Regions from separate parts of the Gossypium raimondii genome. Here region 1 is linked to region 2. A link is a contact called in public Hi-C data. All regions are on one chromosome and are shown on one strand. Each heading gives the region's core, a stretch centred on a gene start, on an enhancer-like site or on the middle of the called end of the contact. The rest is flanking DNA. Distances are from core to core; before and after follow the strand shown. Region 1 overlaps LOC105793129 (E3 ubiquitin-protein ligase RHF2A). Region 2 overlaps LOC105793169 (ubiquitin C-terminal hydrolase 13).

Region 1 (4,240 bases), core at 1,359-3,858, 140 kb before region 2:
TCTACTGGTCCTATATCTTCACTAGTTGCAACTCAAGGAGAAGTTCAACCAGCCCCTACAATCACTGTTGGCACTCCATCCTCGCCTTCAAGAACTGTGGGGGAAGAATCTTTGGTATCAATTACTCCTGAAACTTCTGCCCAAGCTGATCAGCAGTCTGCCTCTGCATCTCGCTCCAATGTAATTTTTGTCAATGGTCAAGGGAATTCCGTTCCCGTTAACAATAGGTAATTACTTTTTTCTACCTTGATTATCCTTATATATCTGTTATTAGGTAGTTCTCTTAGGTAAACAACACAATTTTCAACCTACCGTCATGTCAATCACAGTACCATATTCTTTTGTTGCAGGAGGTCTCCTAATCAGTCTTCTCCTAATAGTCAAGATCGAGCTGGACCTTCGGATTTCCAGTCATTTTCAGAATCATTGAAATCACGGTTTAATGCTGTTTCAATGAGGTACTGGCCGTAGGAAATATTTGAGGTTTTAACATGGGTGATATTTTGATGTTTTAATTTTACATAATTTATTATAGACTTGCACTTGTCTTTTGAAATATGGATCATTTTAAGGTACAGAGAGTCAATTTCAAAGAGTACAAGGGGTTGGAAGGAGAGATTTTTCTCTCGCAACACTTCCATGGCAGGTCTGGGTTTTGAAATTAGGGGAGAGGTTAATGATGGCAGCAATGCAACAGTCTTGCGCACGATAGAGCCTGTAGAAACCAGAGATAATATTGCCAGTCCTACTGTATCAAGCATTTTGGAAGATGGGTCTAATCCAGAATCAAATAACCACCAGATTGTAGATGCTGGTGTAGAAACTCCTTTGACTGAGACCAGTGCCCAAGCTTCATGTGCTGCAAGTTCTGCTTCCAAGTAAGTACCGGCTATGCATCAAGTGAAAGTGGTTTTGTGTCGAAGGTAAACCAAGAGGTTGAGAATTTCTTGCATGGTTCCATTATCTACATTCGTGTTGTAGATATGTTTACTTCGATGTTGGATGTACTCAGTAACCTGGCAACTGTAGTAGATGTAATTCATGAATGTCTAATGTGGGGTCAAATGGAGTGTTTCCAGATACGTTTGTGTTGGATGTTTTGCCCCTTCTGAAGCCATTTTCAATATCCTTGGAGTTAGACATCTGAAGCAAGCAGTTGGGTGATTGAGAAGAAAAGATACTGAAAAAGCAGAAAAGTTCATATATTCAAAAGTGGAGGAGAGTATGTAAATCAGCTTATGTCTTTAACTTTATTTATGATTTGAAGCCCTGTATATTAGCTAGGCACCCAAGTGTTGAAGATGTGAGGAACCTCATGAGGATCGTAATTTTAACAAGCACACACGAATTTTAGGTATTCTGTTAAATAAATGGTGCATTCTGATTATTTTCAACATCATTCCTACTCTATAAACTTATGCATATATAAACCGGTACGTTAATTTGAAATTTTTTATTTGCCTAATACATGGGCGTTCGTTTTTTTCTTTTGGAAAATTAGGCTCCGTACAAAGGGTTTAAAATTTTAAAACAAAACAAAAAAAAAATTGTTTTCATTTTAAAAAAATCAACAACTAGAAAATTAATTTTTAAAATGGAAGTAAAAGATGAAATATTAAAAAAAAAAAACAAATTCAGCCTTGGTTTTGTATTTTTGCTCCCAAATGAGTCTCAAAGATCTAAGGGTGGATGTAAGTAAAAAATTAAAGGATGGATGGAGGTAATATTTTATTTAAATTTAAAATTTAATATTTTGAAAATTTAAATTTCTAGGAAAAAACTTGAATTTTTGAAAATTTTGGGCGTTCAAGAGAATCTCTGATCTTTTATTGTCTTTTATAGGGACTTTTACTTTTTACAATGTTTTTATTGGAATTTGATCCTTTACATTATTACAAATATTTTCTTTTGCCTATAAAATTGCTATTTTTCTGATTATTATCATAACACAACTTTTGCAGGAAATTTTATTATGTATCTTCGTATTGTATATTTTTTGAGAGAATATTTGTAGATAATCCTTACTATTCATCTTGGTCTTTTCTTTGCATAAAATTTTTACTATTCATCTTCGTATTTTCTTTGTAGAGAATCATTATTATTCATGTAACTTTCAAACCCGATTATTAAGGAGGATCCAAGAATGACGTATCACTATGTTAAAATCCTTAATTTTAGAATATTTTTGGTGCAAAAAAAATTAAATCATTTGCCGTTCAAGACTAAATAAAATAGTACACTTTAAAATAATAAATACTTGAATATATTTTCATTAAACTTCAGTTTCGTAATCATACGTTTGAATATAACTTCATTCTTCAAAATTAAACACCTTGAAATCACCTCATGTCATGCATAATATAAAACATTAGAAATCTCATGATAACAATCGTCCTCTGGCGTAGTCCAAGCACTTCCTTTACTTCGGTAACAAGCTTGAGAAGGAAAGGTAACTAGGTAAGTTCAAAAGAACATAATGAGTTTCAAAAGAAAACATTCCAATAGTCATTAACAATTCAAGCAATTTCTTTGAACTCAAACACAGTCACAGAGTTCGCCAGTTGACGAGTACCAATCATAGATATATTATATGCCAATTTACTATTCCTTTAGCGTATACATTGCGCCCATTTGACCTTACAGACCACCCTCTTCATGTTAGCTATGTACCCAGGTCCTTTTTCGTAGTAATTTCATTTACTTCATTCATATTCCTTTGTCATGTTTTGTCAATTTGGTTTGCAACAGACTCTTGCCCTACTAGAGGCTACATGACCATTTTCATGTATCGCGATCTGTTAGTTCAATACTTATTCCATTGAAGGCATCGCCATGAGTTTATTTCCATTTTTTTTAGGCCATATCATTCTTGTCAGAAGAGTGGGTAGTGGCTTAAGCACGAAGGAGGGTTCTTATTAGACTTGCTCATAAGATAGGCCACTCGGCCCGACCTGAAGGCCTGCCCGAAAAATGGGAGGGTTTGGCCAAAAATATAGGCTCAAAAATGGGCTTAGGCAAAAAAATAAGGCCCGCTTTAAAAACGGGTCGGGCCTCTGGTAAGATATTTTTGGCCCGAGCCCGGTGCAGCCCAAATTCACTAAATGACAAAAAAATCTGCTATTTTATTATTATTATTATTATTATTATTATATTAATGATATTTTCTTCTTTTTTCCTATTTTGCTACCATTTCACTATTATGTTGTTATTTTTTGGATATTGTATAAAACTTGTTTTATTGTTAATTTTTTTTATTTTAGAGAAATTTTCTTGTTAAGTTGCATCTATTTTAATATTATTTAAGTATACATATTTTTTAAAATTTAATTTCAGTTTGTTCGGAAATATTTATTTTAATGTTTTTAGTATTTTTGATGTATTATATATTTAAAAATTATGTAAATATAATATAATATAATATAAAAAATTTTAATATGGGCGAGATGGGTCAGGCCTGGGTTTTAGTATTTTTATCTAGGCCGTGTTAGGAAAAATTTTTAGGCCCATTTTTTGGGCCGAGCCCGTGCCTAGAAAATGGGCCTAAATTTTTTACTTGGGCCCAATCCAATCCAAACCTGACCCGGCCCGACCCATGATCACCTTTAGTTCTTACTCTTTAATACCGACCTACCAGCACTAGACTCACAACTCCGAATGACCACCTTTCATGTACAGACATTTCATCCCTTCAGAGTATGAATACTTACCTCACACAAGGTATAAACAAAAGCATTACACACATATGGAAGCAAAAAGGAACTCACCAGAAAATGCAGCAAGTTTAAACAACAGGACCTTTGACCTTATCACGGGGACCTTCAAGATTGTTTTGAGCTAAAATATGGATAGTTAAACTTATCAGATCACTATTCCAGAAACTAAATGTTAAACTAAACTTTATTTGATAAAAGATTTTGATATAACAAATTAAAAGTGTTTTTGAATATAAGGTAAATTTGAGAAATTAATTTTTAAATTTGAATTCTAAGAAATGAATTTTTTTTAATACTTACAAACACTACACCAAAATAGGTTTTTAGCGGCGCTTTTTTAGGCCTTTAGCGGCGCTTTTTAGCGTCGCTAAAAGTATTTGCGGCGCTTTGAGAAGCGCCAGAAAAAACGCCGCTAAAGAACGCGTCGCTAACTTTAGTGGCTTTTTCTTTAAAAAATGCCGCTAAAGACCAGGACCTTTAGCGGCGCTTTTTCGACAAACATCGCTAAAGACCATGACCTTTAGCGG
Region 2 (4,101 bases), core at 297-2,796:
GGTTCATTCGACCTCTTCCCAATCTTCTTCATTGCTCGTCCTAAGGCTCCATCAACAGTCAACACCCCGTCAATCATTTTTCCTTAAAACTTTTATTATTAGTTTTACCCTTTTTAATTTTCCTGAATAATGATATGTTTCAACAATGGAAATAAAATTAATGGTTGCACTTCATTATAACCTCAATAATTATTTACTTGTAAGTCTTTTATATACCAAAATATAATATGAAAACAATTAATATCTTCAAAATAATATCTTAACTATCATGATAAAACTTTATTCTCTCAATCTATTTTAAATTTAATAATTCTTTTCCTATTTTGTTCGAGTGTTGAGATTTACTAACATTCCAGACCAACAATAATTAAGAAAAATTGGAACCAAATTTCACCGACTTAATTAAATGACAACAACTCAATCCAATTATGTCACGTGACAGTGTTTCAAATTGGACCGCTTCAATGTAGTTGATGTTAACGAAACATTGACTTGTCATGATTAAGACAAGCAACTATCTGAACCTATTGACATGAATCATGACTTATAAGTCAAAAACGACTTTATTTGTTTAAAGCTTCTAGATTTTAAGGGGAGAGAATGGTTGTGAGAAGTGAAGATGAGGTTTGAGATTTTGTGGTTACACTTCTAGTGCTATAAAATAGAATTCCCCAGTTTCAAGTTCACAGTTCAAATGCCATAAAATGTACTTTCCGAGCTTTGATACTTATGTCACTATTCTTAAGAAAAGATATATAGCTTATCGAATATTTTAAGAACAGATATCTTGCGGCAACCGTAAATCTAGAACAGCCTGGCCTTGATCTTAAAAAGAATAATAAATTGCAGTTAAATCCTTATAAAACTATAAATTAATATAACGGTATTGAATTTTTACCCAAAAAATTTTATTTCAATTTTATTCCCTATAATGATTTTCTAACTTTGGCTTGCCTAGCGGATTTAAATTGAAACCCCAAATGTTGAAACAACACCCAAAAAAATGATTGTACCATAAAAGTTCCAAATTCCTTTTTCCTTTTTTTTTTTTTGCATGTTTGTTTAATTTTTGCCCATCTTCTCTTTAAACAAATGTTAATAGATATAAAAGACAACTGATAATAAGCAATCATTGAAACAAAGTAAAGGTTGATAGTTGAAACTGAATTTCAATCGGGGAGAAAAACCAATATGGCTAAAGTGAGTGAGAAGTGGGAACAACATAGGAGGTGAGGTGAGGGAAAATTGGTCCTGCAGTTACCGAGCTCATGTACCATGTTAATACAATTATGATTGAAGTCAAGTCACATCCTGCACAAAAAAGGAAAAGAGAGGAGATAAGGTCCACTATACTACTAAAAATCAGTAAGGAAAAAAGGTAATATAATATCTCCACCTTATCCTATGTATATATCTAATCTTTTGTCATTTTCCCTATTCGTTTTTTATTAATCGAGAATTTACTTGGATGACAGGCATCCACAAAGTGAATCTGAACTTAAGCATGCAGGTAGGCATGGAGATATTGAAACAGTTAAGTCGTGAATTGGCCATCAATAATCAGTTTAATTCAGTGGTCAATCACCAGTTATACAATTACAGTAAAAGAATTAGAGTCCCTAATCAACAACCTTCGGAAACAAAATATGATAACATAAAAGCAAGTGGTTATAGGTATAAAACAGTTTTGTTAGTAAACAAGCTTTCTAATTCTACCACTAAAAAGTTCCACATACCACACACCTTAGAGTTTATAAAAGATTTAAAATTACAATTTATCATAAACTTCGAAAATAACATTATTAAAAAAAACAACCATGAACATGGACCATAAAAAAATAATATCACCATGACAAGGCCTACAATGGGTAGGCGGAAAAAAAAAGCAGTACCTAAATTGAATATCTTTATAACAAAATAGGTAATTGCTTCGACAGAGTGGAAAATATTTCTCAAGAGAAACAAGAAAATGGAAAATAAAATATATCCCATTATTATGAATAAATTTGATTTACTTTGGATTACTCCGAATCATAATACCAAACTCAGATTTGTAACCATATAAAAACAAGTTCACTATAAAAAGAAATCAGTAATGATTGAGATTGAGATTGGGATTTCAGAGTTGGGCGAAAGTAGCGCAAATATGAAGAGAATCTTTAGATATAATAATAATAAGCCATAATAATAGGCTTGAAAAAGAATGGCAATCAACCATTACAAAGGGCAGCAGCTAATGCTAAATGCATCAGATGATCTACATGGACAAAATCAGGGCAACCAACCAAAGGGAATGGCAAAAATCACAACCTTCTCCCAACTATACTGTGTATACATAAATTCACTTATAATCAAAATCTTGTTTATGTACTGACAAATTACACAGGCAACTTGCCCCCATTTACGTTTTGATTGAAGATTGAACCAACCAACCAACCTCGATTTAAAGACGGAAAGTAGTAGCAAAAATCTCAGCGGATCGTAATTGTCATTTGCAGATGCACACTTTGATTACGTAAAAGGAAGTAGTCCTTCAAATCGACACTACCGAAAGAATTACATTTATCCAACAAATCAACAAGCAAAGGTCACAGATGCCATTTCAGTGCTAACTTGTTGCCTCACATTGTCATTTGCTTTTTGTTCATGTAGAGTGCCACTCTTTTGTGCAATGTCACCAAAGGGAGGTAAAATCTAAAATAGTCCCTAATTGTATATTTTAACAGGCTTCTCAAAGGTGTGCCGGTTCTGCAAAGAAGCGTGATTTTATTAGAGTCTACTATTCCGGGCATCGCCAAAGGCCAGTCATTTTCGGACTTGGAAAAAGCAGATAGATTAATCGTAGCCTTAAAGAATATCTTTATCCTTAGGGTATGTTTCTTATCAACTGATTTCTGCTGAAACTTTGGGAATACTTTTAATAAAGGGTTATTACCTGATTAGCAGCATAAGCTCTTTTTGGAGCATTGTCAGAGTGCTCCAGCCCAAGATACTGCTCCCAAGCACCATAAACATCTCGTCTCTGAGTATATGTATAGTAAAACCAAAATTAGAGTAAAATCCTAATGAAACTTGGAAAATTTTTCAAATATCTATAAGCAAAACAATGTGCACACCTGAAAACGACTAGATACAATATCAGAATCTTGAAGGTACTCCGGCCGGCCAAGTGAGAGGAATGCAAACTTCCACTGAAAAAACAAATAGGATTCATATAAATAAAACGAAGAATACATAACTGAGAAGGAAAAACAACTAGTTAAAAAGAAATATTAACACAAGATACATCACCATCAGAGTTCCTAATATACATCAATTCAAATTTTATTTACCCAGCCAAAAAGAGGAGAGAGAAAAGGGGTTGAACACGTTAAGAATTAGGGTAAATCAGTGAGCACAAGTTCACTTAGGATTCAGGAAGTACAACAAACCTTAGCAAAGTCCTCATCAGGAACTTGCAGCTTCTTTTGTATTCGGACTTTTATTTCAGCCAAAGTCTCACCTTCATGAATCACCAAGAAAAAGGGCTCTCCAAAATTCAGAATTTGCTGTCAAAACAAGAGGCAAAAACATTGGTAAGGAAACATAATAGTGATAAAGTAGTAATAGGCAAAGCAAAATGGCAACTGAAGATAAGATGATGTGAAAAAAATTTATTACCATCTGGTTCTGAGCAGTTTCTTTAGTGAAGTGGTAAACATGAATTAGGCGATCATTTGGACCAAGATTTTTCTCTTCTTCTGGAATCTGTAAGATTAAGAAACAAAGATCAAAACCAGCACTCTATAACTTAAAGAAAGCCATTATCCAAGAAATGATATTCAAAAAATCTAAACCAACGAAATACAAGAAAAAGAAAATGATTCCTTAGATCATAGCAGGAAGCATGAGTGCATGCATAAGAGATAGAGAGCAGGGTGGAGGAACTGACCTCTTCTGCCCGCAATGTCCAGTACTGGTCATTTATATTCTCAATCTTCTCACTAGGTGGGAAAATCTGCAGAAATGTGATGGAAACAAAATTTTGTGACGAAAGCGAAGAAAAGGGAACAATAGGTGAATAAACGAACCCCAAATTAGCAAACCAGGAAGAGCAGAAAT

Evidence for each region. Hi-C and Micro-C count contacts between places; a contact is called where the count stands out from the background.
Region 1: a Hi-C map of leaf shows a contact between it and region 2, with 4 times the contacts expected there. The contact joins two enhancer-like sites. A contact is called at or near these places in 2 of 2 Hi-C or Micro-C datasets (both in leaf).

The regions. Positions count from the first base shown.
Region 1 is chr7:37,495,224-37,499,463 of ASM2569854v1, reverse strand. LOC105793129 (E3 ubiquitin-protein ligase RHF2A) reads left to right here. Exons shown (of 8, transcript XM_052633476.1): 6 at 1-227; 7 at 351-458; 8 at 579-1,394. The coding sequence ends at 882. Among protein-coding and RNA genes, the nearest start is that of LOC105793129, 6.3 kb to the left of the region's middle. Within about 2 kb of position 2,608, the one cell type or tissue checked has open chromatin away from gene starts, as enhancers often do. A contact at or near this core is called in leaf, where this site is marked.
Region 2 is chr7:37,356,711-37,360,811 of ASM2569854v1, reverse strand. LOC105793169 (ubiquitin C-terminal hydrolase 13) reads right to left here. Exons shown (of 32, transcript XM_012622097.2): 27 at 3,932-3,997; 28 at 3,661-3,747; 29 at 3,432-3,548; 30 at 3,117-3,191; 31 at 2,936-3,022; 32 at 2,137-2,748. The coding sequence ends at 2,707. Among protein-coding and RNA genes, the nearest start is that of LOC105793169, 14 kb to the right of the region's middle. Within about 2 kb of position 1,546, the one cell type or tissue checked has open chromatin away from gene starts, as enhancers often do. A contact at or near this core is called in leaf, where this site is marked.